6 separate regions of the Mus musculus genome follow, and regions 1, 2, 3, 4 and 5 are each linked to region 6. The links are chromatin contacts, called in public promoter capture Hi-C and targeted proximity ligation maps. All regions are on one chromosome and are shown on one strand. The core of a region is the stretch at or near the end of the contact, and the rest is flanking DNA. Distances in the headings are between cores, read along the strand shown. Region 1 holds the start of Zhx2 (zinc fingers and homeoboxes 2). Region 2 holds the start of Zhx1 (zinc fingers and homeoboxes 1). Region 3 holds the start of 9130401M01Rik (RIKEN cDNA 9130401M01 gene). Region 4 holds the start of Derl1 (Der1-like domain family, member 1). Region 5 holds the start of Tbc1d31 (TBC1 domain family, member 31). Region 6 holds the start of Dscc1 (DNA replication and sister chromatid cohesion 1).

Region 1 (2,700 bases), core at 20-2,519, 2.6 Mb before region 6:
CAGCCAGCAATGCTTAACCTCTTGTGGGGCAGACTGGAAAACGCCACGGCCACTTAGGCGGGAGACCCGGGTTCCGGCTGGTCCCGGCAGGCCAGGGACAGCAGGGCCCCCGGGGTCCGCGCGTCCCCCGCATCCCCCTCCCCGCGCACCTGAGCGGGGCGTGGGCACAGCGCCGCACTCAGGCCCTGCCCGCAGGTCCCTCGCCCGCCGCCCGCGCCGCGCTGCGCGCCGGCCGCCTGCAGCCACCGGGAGCGACGCGAGGAGAGGCAGCCTCAACACGGCGTCATGCTTCCTGCCACCACATTACGGCGAATCGTCACCAGGAGAGGGGAGCAGAGGGGAGAGCGGGGGAGGGAGGGGTGCAGCCACACGCAGCCCCCAGGCTTCCAAAAAGCGCCGAGACGGGGCCACGTCCCGGTGGAGTCCCCGCGGGACCTGCCCGGTTTGCACAAAGCGCCGCAGTTTGGCCAAGAAGGCAGGAAGCCGGCCACAAAATAAATAAATAAAAAACAGAGTCGAGTCTACGTAACGCCCTGTCGAAAGCGGACGCCATATTTTTTTGTGGCTTATGTCGACATAGGGAAACGTAGACATGTTTTTCCTCCTCCTCCTCGGTCTGGCTTCCATTTATCCAAACTTGTAATCAAAACTATTTCATAAAAAAAAAAAAAATCTCCGTACTCCTCTCCCCGAAACCGCGGATTTCCTCCCACCCTCAAAAAAAAAAAAAAAAAAAGAAGAAAAAAAAAGCCTGAACACCCCCCTCCCGCGCACCCCCATTCCTAACCCGGCCAAGTCCCATTAACAACACATTTTCGGGAGCGGCGGCGGCGGTGGGAAAGTTGGGCTGGAGTGGCGGGCGCCCGGCGTGTCGGGCTCCGGGCTGGCGGTGCCCGCTGCGGGTGCTCCGCGCCGGGGCGAAGTTTCTTACCTGCGCCGGGGCTGCGAACGCGGGGACCCGGGCTGGGAACGCGGAGACGAGGCACGGGCGTTCCAAAATGGAACTCTGCTGGCTCCCCCCACCCACTCCCCACTCCCCACCCGGCGCCCGACTCGGGCTCCGTGGGAAAGAGGTGGTGGTGGGGGAAAGCCAGCCTGGCAGACAGACAGACAGACAGATAGACAGAAAAAAGCCCCGGTACGGAGAACGGTTGATCGAATTTTTTAAAAGAAAAAAAAAAAGAAAAGAAAAAGAAAAAAAAAAGAAAAGAAAAAAGAAAAAAAGGGGGAAAATGCCTCGATCAGTGGGGAATCTACGCCAAAACCCACATGATCTGTAACGTCAGCATGCGTATTTGCATACGATACCACCACCGGAGCTGCCACCCGGGCTCGGGTTCCGCAGAAAGTTACAAAGTGAAATTCAGGCCCCCCCGCAGACTTCGGCAAAATGTCATTTTTAGGAGGGAGTTGCTGGTGGGGGGAGGCTGCCCCTAAAGGCTCAGATGAGTGGTCATCCCGGGTGTTGGGGGGGGGGGAGTGCTTAAAAGTCTGAGTCCAGTAACGGACTCATTGGAATTTTTGCGGGAAGAGGTGGGGGAGGCGCAAGCGAGATCATTGACTATTGAGCACGACCCGGCGCGCTGCCGCGGCCAAACCCTCTCGGTGCAATACCCATTTTCTTTATGAAAAGTTCAAGGTGTCACTGATGAGCTCAACAAACTGTTGATCCTCACCACGTGGAGTGGCGGACCGTGAGACCGCAGGGCGCTAGGGCTTGCCCGGCGCCAGCAACACCCCAGACTCCAGGTCCTTCTGCAGTGCGTGGGGGCAGAACGCGGGTGGGGTCGTCACGCGCCCTGGGCTCTGCTTGAGTTTCGCCCGCCTTCTGGCAAAAGAAAATAACAACATACTTTAAAACTTTTTTCTTTCTTTTTTTTTTTTTTTTAAATCGAGATGCGTTTTACTCCCGGAATAGTAATGAGAGGGCTTGGGAATAGGGCGGGGAAGAAGGCGCCCCACTTACATAACCACTTGAAGTTAGATCACTTTTGCTGGGGATTTCCGCTTGCGCCTGAGCTCAGTCTGGTTAAAGATCTTCAAACTTTTTCCCTCCAAACCCATAAACAAACAAAGACACCCGGGGAGCTGACTCAAACTTGTGTGGCCCGAATTCACAGCGATTCTCAGCTTCGGGAAAATGCACACGCCTGCAGCGCGCACACTGGAGTCCCCCAGAAGCGAGACGGGTCATTTTCGGAGCTGGGACAGCCGCGTTCCCGGCGAGAGGGGTCTCCAAACGAGCCCTCCATCTGCGTGCGTGCGTGTGTGTGTGTGTGTGTGTGTGTGTGTGTGTGTGTGTGTGTGTGGTGTCTGCCCTTTGCAGCCCTGGGAACCGTGAACTAGAGACCCGGCTGCTGTGCTCCGGCGATCACGCAAGGTTAAAATTCTCTAAGGGAGCATCCGAGGGAAGATGACGGACCTAGCAACCTGTCAGCGTTGTGCATTCTTGCTCTCAGAGACCCTTTCCCCCTTCGCAGATTCTGGGGGCGTTTGGGAATTTGTTGGGTGTGAGCGCTCTTGGAGCCCACCGTAGGGGGTGGAGGCTAACTCTGGGACCCAGATTTGACACTAGGAGTTACTGGAGAAAACAGAGGGCTTGGGACTTGAAGACTGCGGAATTGCCTCCCATCCTGCGGATTAGCAGGCGCATCGCATTCCGGCTTCCCAGCCAGCTCTGCTCCGGGGAATTAGAACGAA
Region 2 (2,700 bases), core at 140-2,639, 3.0 Mb before region 6:
GGATGGCCTTACTCAGTTTTACATCTCCTTTAGTGTCCGGCACATGTGGTCCTCAAAAAGCAAATGGTTGAATGCATGAACAAAAGGTTGAATATCTGAATTTAAAATATTTTCTTTGTTCAGAGTTAAATCCTAAACTGGGATTCTCAGTGGACCTGGAACTGTCTTTGGGGTGAGCATAAACTGGTGTGTGTGTGTGTAACTTTTTGTCTTGTATTTTTCTTATGAGGGATACATAAATACATTGTGTATTTAAACACATTGTGTATTAAATACATTGTGGAGAATGCATTGTTTTATTTTACTGATGTTAGTACTGTATTATAAATACTTTCCATTAAACCACTTTCTATTAAAAACTACACTGATTTCTTAAATTCTTTGTATAAGTAGTTTGCATTCTGAATTTAGTTTCAAGGGGCTTGAGCGCTATTAATTTTTGTTTTAAGAATGGGCCGAGAGTGGGACAGGGTTGGGTTCCTCTGCTGGTGAGACCATTAAGCCTCAGCATACACAAGTTTTAGAATTTTAGGATGCAACTAAATATTGTGCACGTTGATATCAGCAGCCAGGTCTTCCCTTCATGTAAATGCAGAGTGCAAATTTTCGGGCTGGTGTGGCTTGGTGGAGCTCTGCTATCAAAACACAAAAGGGTCCATGACTGGAATGGGGGTGGGGACTAAACATCCAGGCGCCAAAGAGTTCTCTTACGTCCGTCCGGAGCGGCGAGTACAGGAGCGAACACTCGGAGTGGTTTCCTTTCGCCCTCGTTTGTTATATTCAATGGAACAATGACGAGAGGGCTGAAGGGCAGAGGTGGGGAAGACGCTGAGGTCCTCGGCTGGCCGCGCTGCGGGGCTGGTGCCCACTGCGGAGAGCTCGGCTTCAGTCAGTGGCTCTCCGGGGAAAGAGGGACGGCAGCAGGAAGCAGAGGCGGGAGGCTCCAAGTGGGGCCACACTTAACTTTTCCCGTCCAAAGCTGGAACTACGGGGCTCCTGCTGGACTCGGGCTAGGAAGAGGCGGAGCAGCGGCTGACAGGAGCGCGGGACTGTTGACAGCGGGTGGGGGCGCGGCTGGCATCCAGAGGGCGCTGCCAAGGAGGAGCCGAGAGTGACAGTGGGCGTGGCTTAGGGAGGGGCGGGGCCTTAGGACGCCGGCTCCGGGAGAGATGGGGTTGGTTTCGGAGGACCTAGGCAGTTTCAAGGGAAGAAAGCGACCGAGGTCGCGGGAGGCGGGGTCCGACTTCTGACGACCGCTGGCCGAGCAATCGCTTGAACGGGGCGGAGCCTCGCAGGCCCTGGAGGAGGAGCTTCTCGCGACGGGGCGTGGCTTCTAGTGACAGAGGCGTGGCCCCCTCCTGACAGGGGGCGTGACTCTCCCTGACAGAGGGCGGGGCGGCGCACACCTCCCGCAGCGCCCGGTTCTAGAGGAGCGGCCTGGGTCGCATCCCAGAGGAGCGGCGGAGTCCTCGAGTGGGGTGCCCGGCTCGTCCCCGCCTCGGCTGGCTCCTCCTCGCGGCCCTTGTGGGTTCAGGGAGCGGAGTCTCTCTCGCACCCTGGCCTGGCCTCTCGGCGCTTCTGCCGGGCTGCAGAGCTCCGTGGGGGGCCCCCTCGCGCGAGGGCCCTCCGAGTGGTTCCGGGGTTAGGGTTCACGGGTCAGAGTTGACTCCCTGAAAAGTGCAGTCGCTCTGAAATGCAAGATGGCGGCGGCGAGGCGCTGAGGCGAGGCGGCCCCTGCAGGTAGCTGCGCGAGCGGGCTGGGGACTGGGCCTCGCGGTTGCGGGTGGAACCCGAGCAGGAACTCGCGGCGGGTAGGGAAGCCGAGAGGCGCGGGCGCTGGCGCGACACGGGACGGGGCAGCAGCGGGACACAGACACCCCCCCCCTCTTCGGGACCCAGCCCACGGTGCTGGGGCACGCAAGATCGGACCCGGGGGGAACTGGGCCTGCCCCGCGGCGGGGCGGACGGAGTCGCAGCTCCCGGATTCTCTCGGGGGTTGTCAGAGCGAGGACGGAGCTCTGGGTGGAGGGTTTGGAGGGAAAGCCCCAGCGCCTTGGTTGGGAGAGCACTGAGTAACTTGGGGGCGCAGAGGGGATGGGGAGCCGGTCTCCCTGGGGGGAAGGACGTCTCTGGGACAGCGGACCCTAACTACCGTGCGGGTCCTGGGGAAGATCTCCAGCGTTGGGCCTCCGGAGGCGTGAGGCCACCTCGTGGGGACACGGCGCAGCCCCCCTCTGAAGAGTCAGCCAAGGATCTCCGGCTGGACTGTAGCGCACTGGCTTTGGGGTCGGAGCAACGGGAAACCTCAGCAGAGAAGACTCAGGAGTTGCATCCCCAAGAAGTATAGTGCGAAGTATATTTTGAGGAAGAGCAGGCTTTTAGGGGAGAAGTTCATTAAAGAGGGTGGAAACACACTTGTCTCTGCTTAGGTAGTGGAGCGGGAGTGCAGACTTGGGAGAGCGATGGACCAGAGGAAACTCCAAGCCTTGGGGCTTAAAGGGAATTGGCTAGGAGGGAATAAAAAGGACTGGGGTCTGATGGCAGGAAAGCCGAGCCCTGACTCATTTCTTGTGTATTTACACCGAAGTTCCAAGAGAGGGACTTAGAATTCTTTGTTTCGGTACTCCAAAGGTACCAGTAAGAAACGAACCAAACGGAAGAATAAGATTCTGTTTGCTATCCTTAGCTTACTCTGGGCAA
Region 3 (2,700 bases), core at 20-2,519, 2.9 Mb before region 6:
AAAAAGCTGGAAGAACTCCTCCTTGCCCGCCTTTGCTCTGCTCTTCCTCCGCTCCTGGAGCAGAGATCTTGAATACACCCATGACACCCCTTTCACCTCTAAAGCTTTGTGTGCCTTATTTTAATCAATACCCATTTTATAGACTGGGTCACACAGCTAGCGAGCCAAGGCAACAGAGCCACACACACGTGGCTCTTGCAGTCCTTCAGTACTGTGCTGACACAGTTCTGGGCATAGACAGGGCATACTGGGATTAGGGCAAGTATAGCCCTTTTTAGGACATTATTTTTTTCCTGGTGATATTAGGAACTTTTCTTATAATTCTCTATAATATCTGAATTTTTCTTAATAAGAAGTATTGCATTTCTGATGAGAAAACAAAACAAAAACCCCAGGTATTAAAAAAGAACTTCTCTGGATGGATCCCACAGTAGCTACTGCCTGGAGGCTCCCTGCGTGGACTCTTCCAATGAGGCTATTGAATATGCACTGAGTTCCACATTTGGTGAGCCAAGGGCAGATGAATTTTGAAATCCGGGGAGGTGGTTTGGGTTGCCCTGTACGAGTCTGTAGAGTAGAAAATAGGGCTGAAGGAAAAACCCTGGAAGCAACTGGTGGAAGAGGAGCAAGTGTGAGGGCAAATAGAAAAGCTTTATTACTAGCTCCACATTAGTGCTCTATAACACAAGCCAGTGTTTTGTCCACGACCTTTACATTCTAGAGTCAAAACGTTTCTTGAAAGTCTCAAAATTCTGCTAGCCTTGATCCAAGTCTTTAAATTGTGATGTCTAGTTTTTTTAGTAAATGCGTGAAGAGTTCTGGTCTCTTCTTCAGAGACCCTGGGCTTTTGAACAAGTTACCTGACTTCTTCAAGCCCAGTATCTCCTTTTACAAGATAAGAATAACCGGGCTCTTCTCACAGTTATTGGGAAAGAAATTTTAGAAATAAAATGCAAAATAAAATGGGGAGAATACTGTCAGTGGTTTAAAGCTGATACTTACCAAGTTAACTGGCTCTCCAGAGACCACGACTATTCGAGGTACTCAGGAGGAACTCACTCTATCCAGCTCTAGACACAAAGAGGTCAAAACCTTTGTTGGGTGGTTTAGGAGGCCCTGGAGTCAGGCAAGAATTTCTGCTCCACCACGGAAATCCCCAGCCGCTGAAAGACTACCACTCCCAGAATGCAACGCTCCGGCCGACAACCCACCGCTTCCGTGTGGGCGGCGCGCCGGTGCCGCTCTACACTCTACCTTGCCTCGGCAGCCTTGGCGCGGCTGCTGTCGCGCGCTTTGGAGGCTGGGTGATGGGCGTCGCTCTAGGTGTCGCCTCGTTTCGAGGTCCAGTTGCACTTCCGCGCGATGGAGACCGGATGCTGGGTGCTGGGCGGCGAATTTGAGGACTCGGTGTTCGAGCAGAGGCCGGAGCGCCGGCCCGAGCCGCCCTCCCCCTACCGCGCCAAGCTCTGCGAGCCGCAGGTGAGACGGCTGCCCCTCTTGCCGCTCCGCTCTGGAGCCGGCCTGCGGCGAGGCCCACCACCGTCACTGTCCACCCGCCCTGCAACCAAGCACGGCGACTTCACTCTTGTACCCTCGGGTTGTCTGTCTCCGTCCCCCACCCTCAACCCACGTGTCCTGCAGGCGGGCCCGGGCTAGCATCACACGCCCCCTTCCTGCCTCCAGCCCCGCCCAGGTGCTCCGCCGTAGCATCCTTGCAGGCCTGCTGGCTGCCTAGAAGAATAAAATAGTTCCAAGCTAATTATGTTTCATCATTTCCTAGTAATGTATTGAGACTTGGATATGTTATTGTTGAGTTGGGATGGCTAGCTATGTGACTAAATGGTTGCAGAGTGCCGAACCTAACGGTGGCTCAAATACCTCGTCTCGAGTGACCCAGTGTTTAAAGAATAGAACAAAGTTTTTCTTACTGTGATGGCCCAGTAGAAGGAGAGGCACTAATTTAGCACGCTTATGATGAGCCTTGATACTCAGTGAAGTGTATTTCTCAGAATACAACCAAGCTATTACAATGTTAACTGTACTGAGTCAACAGAATTTAGAGACTTTCTTCAGCCTCAGCAGGTTTTATTGTAAAAGAGAATAGGAGATGCTTCTTTGGGGCTGGAAAATTGGGCATGCAGAATGCTTTTCATCCTTTTTTTTTAATTCTTTCTTGGTAGTTACATCTGGATCTCACCTTATGTCCAGTGGGTTTACATCAGAAGAGGTCGTCTTACAGATGTGTCCTCAGATCCTCCAAATCTTTGTCTGGGATGCACAGAAACCTGACTCCAGTTAAAATTTCCTGTGCTCTGTGTGCCTTTGTAGCATTTTTATAATAGGACCATCGCCATAATCACAGTTTCCTACGTCTTGTGCACAATTTTGTCAGTCCCTATTCACTCTCAATTGCTCTAAAAGAAAGCAGATAGCACTTTAAGAGTCACTGGACTGCACTTGGTGATGTCATTTCCAATAACTTCACTGTGGTTGAAACCGTGTGCTTTTATTTATTTTTTAAATCTGTCATTGACATGTATAGACATGTGATCATTACAACTTTTATTTTTTAAAACCACGTTCATTTATTTGTGTGTGGGTGAGAGAGCCATGGCACTGTGTGGCGGTCAGGGGACAAACTGCAGTTGTTGATTCTTTCCTTCCACCACATGGGGCCCATAGATCAAATCAGGTTGTCCG
Region 4 (2,700 bases), core at 100-2,599, 2.8 Mb before region 6:
ATTTTGAGGTGCATTCCCATGTGAGCCATCTCTACCGTCCAGTTACCAGGTCCTTCTAAAGGCAAGGACCCCAAAGAGAGATGAAGTGACTTTCACAACATTAGGTACTGCTAAGAAGTGGTTTGTCACAGTATAAACGCCAGTGTTTCTAGAGTGTTTGAAATAATGGAGCACTGGAAAGTATGTGGAAATGCACATGGACCTCGTCTTTGCCTGGAGGATGTGAGTCACGTGGGCCACTTGGACCTAAGATTTTCAATTCCTTTACAACGTTAAATAATTTTTTTTTCCAGAGCCCAAATTTCACATTTTTTAAGTTTGAGGAATTTTTTTTTCCCGATCTGAGAACACCGAGTCTGTTTCTTTTCTTATTGTCCAGACCTGATGGTAATTATGTTACACCTCAGCTCTGTGTTTACAACGCACTGCCTCTTCCAGTTTGGCCGACAGTTCCTCTCCCTCCACCATCCAATAATGATGATTTTGGATTTTGTTTAGAGAAATGGGTCCAGGGTTCTTTGGTGAGCAATCTCTTTGATTGCAGTAAGTTCAGATACTTAGTTTACTACAGGTCAGTTTACACCTATGTTCTTTACGGAAAGTTTTACTGATCCTAAACCATATTTTCAAAAAAACAAAACCAAACCAAAACAACAACAACAAAAACCAGCAACTGAATAAAAGTTCTAGTGAAATCGGTATCTTTCCACCATTTGTTTAAAACAACCATCTTCATTTCTAATTTAAAGCCCCCCAATGAACCAGATCATGTCCAATTATAAATGCGGTCTCAAATGCGTCTCAAGATTTCCCAGTCCTCCGCTGCCACTCTAGCCCCCCCATCATCCTAATCTTTTCCCGTATCCTCTGAAATTCTTCTTCATAACTCATTTGCTTTTCTGTCTACCCTGAGACTGCAAAGTTCAGGTACCGCTACCGTGCTCACAGCCGCAGCTGCATCCCCAGTGTCTAAAAATTTGCCTGAAGCTGTGACTAAATGAGGAACTATATGCGCTATCTCTTCCTTTCCCTTTAAATAAATACTCTTCAAGAGGCACTACTCCGATTACAACTCCGGGGAGAACTAGGGCATGTAGCTTCCCCATTGGTTTGCAAGACTGGCCGTTGCTCTGGGTAACCACTGTTTCCTACTAGCCTTGCCGTCGTCGCCCCGCCTCTCCTGCTTGGCCCCACCCCAGGACGTCGAGTCCCGGTACTGAGCTGCAAAAACGGCACTGGCCCTTTAAGCCGCCGGGACACTTCTGGTCACGTGGACCGCGGCCACCGGAAGGGGAAGTTTCTCTTGTGATCGCTGCCTAGCTTGTCCGAATTCGGTGGCGCCACGTCCGTCGGTCTCCGCCTCCTGCACAGCGGCTGCGCCTCCACTTTCCCTGGCCAAGCCGGCCGCGGAGCGCGGGGTGGGCACGGGAGGACGCGCGGCGCTGCGCAGCCGGTCACCTGACGGGCGACCATGTCGGACATCGGGGACTGGTTCAGGAGCATCCCGGCCATCACGCGCTACTGGTTTGCTGCCACCGTTGCTGTCCCCTTGATCGGCAAGCTCGGCATCATCAGCCCGGCCTACTTCTTCCTCTGGCCCGAAGCCTTCCTCTATCGCTTCCAGGTAGTAGCTGGCGTAGGGCGGTGGAGACTACAGCCCCCAGGTGTCCCCGCGGCTACGGAACGGGTTCGCCGGGCTGCGGGGCGCGCTGGGGCTGGTGGGATCTGTAGTGCGTCCGCCTCCAGGGGTTTAAGGCTGGGGTCCTTTGGGTCCCGGGAGGTCCTGGGGTCGAGTGTTAAGGCTTAGATAATTTAGAGTCGCGGACTGGCCTGCTAGGACGTGACTCACAATACCTGTCTGGCAAGATTGTACTTCCCGCCTTCCGCACTCTGAAGTGAGAGGTAAGTTGCCATTCTGTTGGCAAATTGGGCCCACCTACCTGAATGTCTTCCTCCCTCCTTCTATCTATGTCGTGGGTGGCGATGCCATCTTAATCAGTGGTGTCTACTTGACATAATTCTGCGTGGGTTGTTAGCGTGTTTACAGTTTCTCTCTCCTCCCTAAAGCAGTGGTGTAAAGGCAGATATTAATAAGAATTAATTTATCTGTATTTCCTACGGGCCCTATCCGATCACCTGGCATATAGCCGTTAAATGTTACCAGTGAATGAATAAACTACTCAGGAAACGGGAGATACTAATTTTCTTAAGCATTAAGGATATTAGTCAAGATTATCATTCTAAGCCAAAGAATGTTAGTTTCCTAGAGGTTATTTTTATTGATTCTGTGATATAAAAATTTAATCAGGGGACGCTCAGATTATATTAGATCTGGATTTCCACACATTCCTTAGCCTTCTCTTTCTACTTTCCACTGGATGTTATTTTCTCGTCTCCTTTGCTGATTTCTCATTTTCCTCACCCAGATGTTGGGATATGCTCTTGGAGTCCGTTATAGGATCCTCTGTAGTCCATCCCTTGGACTTAGATCTTTATCATACAAGGGGCATAAACACATGAATGGGAGACTGTCGGATATGTGAGTATCTTTATTGTAGTGGTGGAAATCACCACCTGGTGACCAGTAGACATATAATCAAATCTCCCTTTCATCTTTGCAAATAGCAACTGTGTTTGCTAGGGGGGTTTAGCAGTCATAGAGACATCCCTGAGTTCTTTTTTTGGGTTTCCTGTTTAGTG
Region 5 (2,700 bases), core at 37-2,536, 2.8 Mb before region 6:
CCTCCGGACAACCTAATCTAAACCTAGAATGTTCTCAACCTCTGAGACTTACTGCTGAGTAAGCTCACCCTTTTTAGTTCTTTCTGAGCTCTGCTGGCTGGTTCAACTTAGCTGTCCTGGCTCAAAACTGCTTTCCGAGCTGAAAGGAAAACGCCGAAGAATCTCCACTATTGACAAGATTGTTTATTCAATAGGTCAACGGGTGAATAGCACTGATAAAGGGTGGACAGCCACCAGAAACCACAGTGGCTGGCTGGCTAGTCAAATAAGTGGCTGATCCACTTATAACTGCTTTCAGCTTACAAAAACACTTAGTCTGATTTCTAGGGAAGCAACTAAAAGATAAATAGAAAAGTCTCTTGAGAAACAAACCTCGAGGTATGAACCCAAGTGATACTATGCAGTCCACGCAAACGTAGGTAATCAGAAACACCAAGATCGCTTAGGCAGGCACCATGGGAACCAAAACAAATGGGGGAGGGGGCAAAGACTCCCACTGACGTCACACAAGAGGCTGCGTGTTAAACCCGCTACTCCAAACAGAATAAAAGGAAGCACAGGCGGGTAAAAGTCCCCGCACCAATGACAGGCCCTGCAACACTCACTGCAGAACTTAAGTTTGTTCCAGCGTTGTTCCATAGTGAAAAGCGTGCTTGGCCCACACTAGGCTCTCAACATTACAGGTGTGCAATGTAATGAATGACTTAAGGATGGAGAGCATCGGCTTTTGGAAAGGTAGATGTGCATTGCTTTCTTTGCTCCCATCACCTCCTGGAGTTTTTTTTCCCCCCAACTGGAATAGACATTAATAAATCAAAGCAGGTGGAGTCCTGGCACTCAGCTGAACTGCAAATTCTTTTGCACAAGTCGTAGAGCCTTCTCCTGCCTGCCTCTCACCGTGACCAGGGACCAGATTCTGGGACAACTGCAATCTACGGTTTCCGGAGCTACTTGCTCCTCCTGAGGTCCCAACCCAGGGATGCAGCGCACGGCCAGAGTCAGAATCCCCGGGCCAGCATTCCTCCTCCACGCTTCCCACTTCAGTCTCCCGCAGACCCGCCCCCTCGTCGGTCTCCACAGCCCGCGGCCTCACCCGTCGTGAGTGGCTGGCGATGGCTTGCGGTGCCATATCTTGCCGCTCTCCTTGTTGCCCAGGTCAGTGCTCTGCATGTCGAACCCCGACCCCTACCCCGACTCCGATCCGCGGCTGACCCGGTGAGGGTAACCGTCCCGAGAGCTACCCAGCAGTCCCCGCGCGCCCAACCCGGGAAATTCGAGCGGCCGCCGCGGGGTCTCCGCCCCCAAGGACTGTGCCAATCACGCGGGGGACGCCCCTTCTAGTTACAACCAATCAGGACGGGGATCCGCCCACCTCCGCTCTTGTGGTCCCTCCACTCTGGACAATGGAAACAACCAACGGCTTCTCTCTAGACTCCACCCCTTTTCTGAGGCTTCTAATTCTGCGACCCAAAGGCTTCAGGGAGTTGTAGTTTTCTGAAAACCAAGTCTGGGACTTCAATTCTCTGACACCTATAGGCTCAAACAGACACCAAAAGTGTTTTTCTCCTGAGAGCTTGCTGCCTCCTGCATTTCGTTCTCTATTGCGTTTAGAATAAGAGATTTATAGAAATAACAAAGATGCAAAAGACAAGTTCGTTGAGAAATGGAGGAGTTCCTTTCCTAGAACTTACAGGCACGGCAGAACTCCACAGACCTAAATGAATTCCGCTTTGTTTGGTTTGTTTTTGTTTATTTTTTGCCATACTCATCACGCTTTAATTGCGTAAATTTACAAGATGCTCCCACATTATGGTTTGCAACCCACTCCTCATAATCTAGAAAAGTAAAAAAACGTCAAGAACCAGCTGCACTGGCATCGGAAATCTTTTTCACTTAGCAAAATTCACTCAGTGTTTCTTTAGTGCTTACTACGTGTGGCTGTCCCGCGTGCTTAACAGGCCAACGCACTTAATTCACAGAGAAGCAATTTAGATAATACTTTTAACTCCACTTCAGTGATGTATGAAGTTGCAAGTCGATTTCTAATGAAATCGGTCCACGTTTGGCGTATAAAACAGAAATAATGCCAGGTAGTAGTGGCACACGTCTTCAATCCCAGTACTTGGGAGGCAGAAGCAGGCAGATCTTATGAGGTCAGGCTAGCCTGGTCTACAGAACTAGTTCCAGGATTGCCAGAGTTACACAAAGAAACCCTGTTTCGAAAAACCAAAAACCAAATGAAAAGACCAGAAATGTATTCTCTCAACATTCCGTGTCAACAGAGTCTGGCAACAAAGATTTTCTTCTTTGTCTGGGATAGCCACCTTTTGTTTGTTGCAAATATCTCTTTACTTTTCTCATATATGAAAATAAATGAAAAATCTTAAAGTAAAAATTAAATGAGGTTTTCAAAAGAGAGTGTAAATATTTTTAAGGGAACACGACTTGAGTTCACCACACTGCTAGGAAAGGACCTTTCTCTCCTGATCGGTTTTGAGCTGTAGTCATCTGATGTGTGTATGACTCCTGAGACTTAAGGTGTGTATCCAGACATAGTCAGGCTCTGCCAAAGACTTATCCGATGTGTATGTATGTCTTTCCTTCTTGTTGTTAATGAGGCATGTAATGGTACTTGGTTTATTTATTTATTTATTTGTAATGACACTTGTAACATAGCCTCTGCCCTTTGTCAGCTTCAGT
Region 6 (2,700 bases), core at 65-2,564:
TGTTCCATCATTTTTCTTATTCGATCCGATTTTTGTTTTTTTTTGTTTTGTGTGTGTGTGTGTGTGTGTGTGTGTGTGAGAGAGAGAGAGAGGGGGGGGGTCTATTTAGCCTTGACTGGCTTGAAGCTCACTATGTAGACCAGAATGGCCTCGAACTCAGATCCGCCAGCCTCTGCCTCCTGAGTGCTGGAACTAAACTACCCTTTGGCAACTCAGATGTTTTTGCTTGTTGTTTTTCTAGACAATGTTACTCTGTGTAGCCTTGGCTGTCCTGGAACTTGCTCTATAGTCCAGGCTGGTCTAGAATTCAGAGGTCCTCCCTTTGCCTCCTGAGTGCTGGGATTAAAGGTATGGTGCCAGCACTACCTGGCTCATGTCGGTTTTTAACCTGATGGACTGGGGTCACCTTGGCCTCCCTTTTTATTTATTCATTTGTTTGTTTTACAGGAAGGAGTGAGAAACCACCCTCTCTGAAGACAATTATTCCTCTTACTGTTTCAACTTTTATGGGTGGCCAGTCTGCAGGGGTCTGCCGGCAGCATCCCTTAGAGAGCTCGCACATCAGTTTCAGGTGCATGGATGTGAGTCTATGAATGGGTTTTCATCTTAAAACAGTTTCACGTCATTGTAAACTTTGGTCAAGAAAACATCACACCCTGTAATGCTGAGTTAGCCAGACTCTCCCAGGAGCATACCAGGCGGGCTGTTTCTGTGTAGAAGTCTCAAGCGCCACTTAGCACAAATGAAGTATTTAACGAACGGGAGGCAAGCTACCTTCCATCTAGGATGGTCTCGAAGTCCAAACAAATGACATCTTATTCTGCCAGGATCTGGTTCTTGGTCCTGCACAACACTGGGCAGGCTATTTTGGAACCACCATACATACATCAAGCTGGATTCAGACTTTGCCATCTCAAGGCTGCGCCACCATTGGCAAGCATTCTGCTCGCTTCTGCATGACAGGATCGACAGGATCCTGCCTTACTGGGTTGTTTTAACGGCTTAATGAAATTCTGCACAGACATAGCTCATCACGGGACCCACCGCAGCAGGCGAGGAAAAGGAGCTTTGGCGGGAAAGAAGGGGGTGGGCACAGGGTGGCGGAAGGGGTGAGTGCAAGAGCCGTGCTTGGCCCCGTGGGGACCCAGAATTGCTAACAGGACCTTCCTGGAGTCCTCATGGGGGAAACCGTGCTTCTCCCCAGCAACCGGGGACTTGCACGCTGTCAGTGGGCTGCAGAAGGACTCGCGAGTCCAGATACTTTCCGACTTCCTCGGGACACGCCCCGTCCCGCCCCGGAAGTCGGCTCGGGCGGATTTGGCGCGCTTTTGAAGTCCCGGGAGTTTAGGTCGAGGACACACCCCTCTCCGTGCTGCGAGATGTCCCCGCCGAGCGCTTCCCGGAGGACCCGCGAGGAAGTGGACGCGACGCTGCAGGTTGCCAAGCTGAACGCCACCGAGCTGCTGCCCACGGTGCACTGCCTGAGCTTCAGCTCCGGGACCGGCGGCGCGGCCACCGGCGACTTCTGCCTGCTGGAGCTGGAACCAGCACTGTGCCAGCAGCTGGAGGCCGGGGACAGGTGAGCCGGGATGGTGGGGCTCGGGAGCGCCGATTCCCCGGCCTCAAAGAGGCCGCCTACCCGCCCGGCGTAGCCCGGGGAACTCGGAAGGAGGAACTGGTGCAGAGAGTTGCTTTGATTGGGCCCGTACAGGCCGATGGGCGGGTCCTCAGCTTGCTGTCATCTGTCAGGAGGATTCAGCATTTGCTAGACTGCCTTGTTAGCAGGACTCCAGGGAATTTAGAGCCAGGTGTCAGCGGGGGAGTGTCAAGAAGGAAGCTCCAGGGAGCTTTGGAGGGCTCAGTACTGATGCCAAGTACTCCACAGAAACACTCGTTCAATCTCAGAATGTAGTAGCAGTGCCTGTAGAGAGAGTTCTTGGCTTGCCACTTGGGTTTCTTCTCCTTGAACCGCAGATGGGACAAACGAGACAGAAGTTTAAAGCCTAATGCAGACTGCTGCGTGTAGCCCGGGGGTTGGTTGGGGTCACTTACTGAAGATCTGGATCTGTTTTTAATTCCGGGTCAACTACAAAGTTGCTGCCAAGACCTTGGATTTTAAATCCTAGGCTGAGATCATGTCTTTTATGGCAAGCACAAAGCTGAGTGACTGAACTGCAAGTGGGCAAGGCTCTTACTCTCAGAGCTCCCCCTCAGTGACATACTTCCTCCAGTAAGGCTACACCTCCCAACCCCTCCTCAGATAGGGCTGTGGACTGGGGACTAAGTGTTCAAATGTCTGAGCCTGTGTTTGGGGGCGGGGTCCTCTTTCAAAGCACCACACTCCCAAGGTTTAATTTTAAATCTAGAAGCCACAGGATTTGGGACTTATTTTTTCTTTCTTTCTTTCTTTTTTTTTAGATTTATTTATTTATTATATGTAAGTACACTGTAGCTGTCCTCAGACACCCCAGAAGAGGGCATCAGATCTCTTATGGGTGGTTGGGAGCCACCATGTGGTTGTTGGGATTTGAACTCAGGACTCAGGACCTCTGGAAGAGCAGTCAGTGCTCTTAATCGCTGAGCCATCTCTCTAGTCCCCGATTTGGGAGTTATTTAAAGTGAGCTATCCACTAGAGTCTCAATAAGCCATGTCTTTACCCCCCCCCTCCATTTGCCTGTAGCTTTGTGATTAGAGGAGAT

What was found. Promoter capture Hi-C pulls out the DNA fragments that hold promoters and counts their contacts.
Region 1: a targeted proximity ligation map of embryonic forebrain shows a contact between it and region 6, with 12 times the contacts expected there. A contact is called at or near these places in 1 of 39 promoter capture datasets (pre-B cells) and 2 of 130 datasets of targeted methods (embryonic forebrain and large pre-B cells).
Region 2: a promoter capture Hi-C map of pre-B cells shows a contact between it and region 6. A contact is called at or near these places in 4 of 39 promoter capture datasets (cranial neural crest, hippocampal neurons, liver and 1 more) and 2 of 130 datasets of targeted methods (astrocytes and large pre-B cells).
Region 3: a contact with region 6 is called in a promoter capture Hi-C map of pre-B cells. A contact is called at or near these places in 4 of 39 promoter capture datasets (embryonic stem cells, hippocampal neurons, liver and 1 more), 1 of 130 datasets of targeted methods (large pre-B cells) and 1 of 9 other capture datasets (liver).
Region 4: a targeted proximity ligation map of extraembryonic endoderm stem cells shows a contact between it and region 6, with 9 times the contacts expected there. A contact is called at or near these places in 4 of 39 promoter capture datasets (hematopoietic stem and progenitor cells, hippocampal neurons, liver and 1 more) and 2 of 130 datasets of targeted methods (astrocytes and extraembryonic endoderm stem cells).
Region 5: a contact with region 6 is called in a targeted proximity ligation map of astrocytes, with 9 times the contacts expected there. A contact is called at or near these places in 2 of 39 promoter capture datasets (hippocampal neurons and pre-B cells), 1 of 484 Hi-C or Micro-C datasets (B cells) and 1 of 130 datasets of targeted methods (astrocytes).

The regions. Positions count from the first base shown.
Region 1 is chr15:57,693,236-57,695,935 of GRCm38.p6, reverse strand. Zhx2 (zinc fingers and homeoboxes 2) reads right to left here and starts at 1,269. Exons shown (of 4, transcript NM_199449.2): 1 at 932-1,269.
Region 2 is chr15:58,075,197-58,077,896 of GRCm38.p6, reverse strand. It overlaps Zhx1 (zinc fingers and homeoboxes 1), which reads left to right and starts at 1,389. Exons shown (of 4, transcript NM_009572.4): 1 at 1,389-1,740.
Region 3 is chr15:58,032,863-58,035,562 of GRCm38.p6, reverse strand. 9130401M01Rik (RIKEN cDNA 9130401M01 gene) reads left to right here and starts at 1,269. Exons shown (of 6, transcript NM_029418.4): 1 at 1,269-1,479. The coding sequence starts at 1,363.
Region 4 is chr15:57,891,067-57,893,766 of GRCm38.p6, reverse strand. It overlaps Derl1 (Der1-like domain family, member 1), which reads left to right and starts at 1,349. Exons shown (of 8, transcript NM_024207.4): 1 at 1,349-1,624. The coding sequence starts at 1,472.
Region 5 is chr15:57,910,785-57,913,484 of GRCm38.p6, reverse strand. Tbc1d31 (TBC1 domain family, member 31) reads right to left here and starts at 1,286. Exons shown (of 21, transcript NM_001081396.2): 1 at 1,094-1,286. The coding sequence starts at 1,170.
Region 6 is chr15:55,089,105-55,091,804 of GRCm38.p6, reverse strand. It overlaps Dscc1 (DNA replication and sister chromatid cohesion 1), which reads left to right and starts at 1,314. Exons shown (of 9, transcript NM_183089.3): 1 at 1,314-1,579; 2 at 2,682-2,700. The coding sequence starts at 1,380. The region is part of intron 2 of Gm41325 (a long non-coding RNA gene); the gene reads right to left.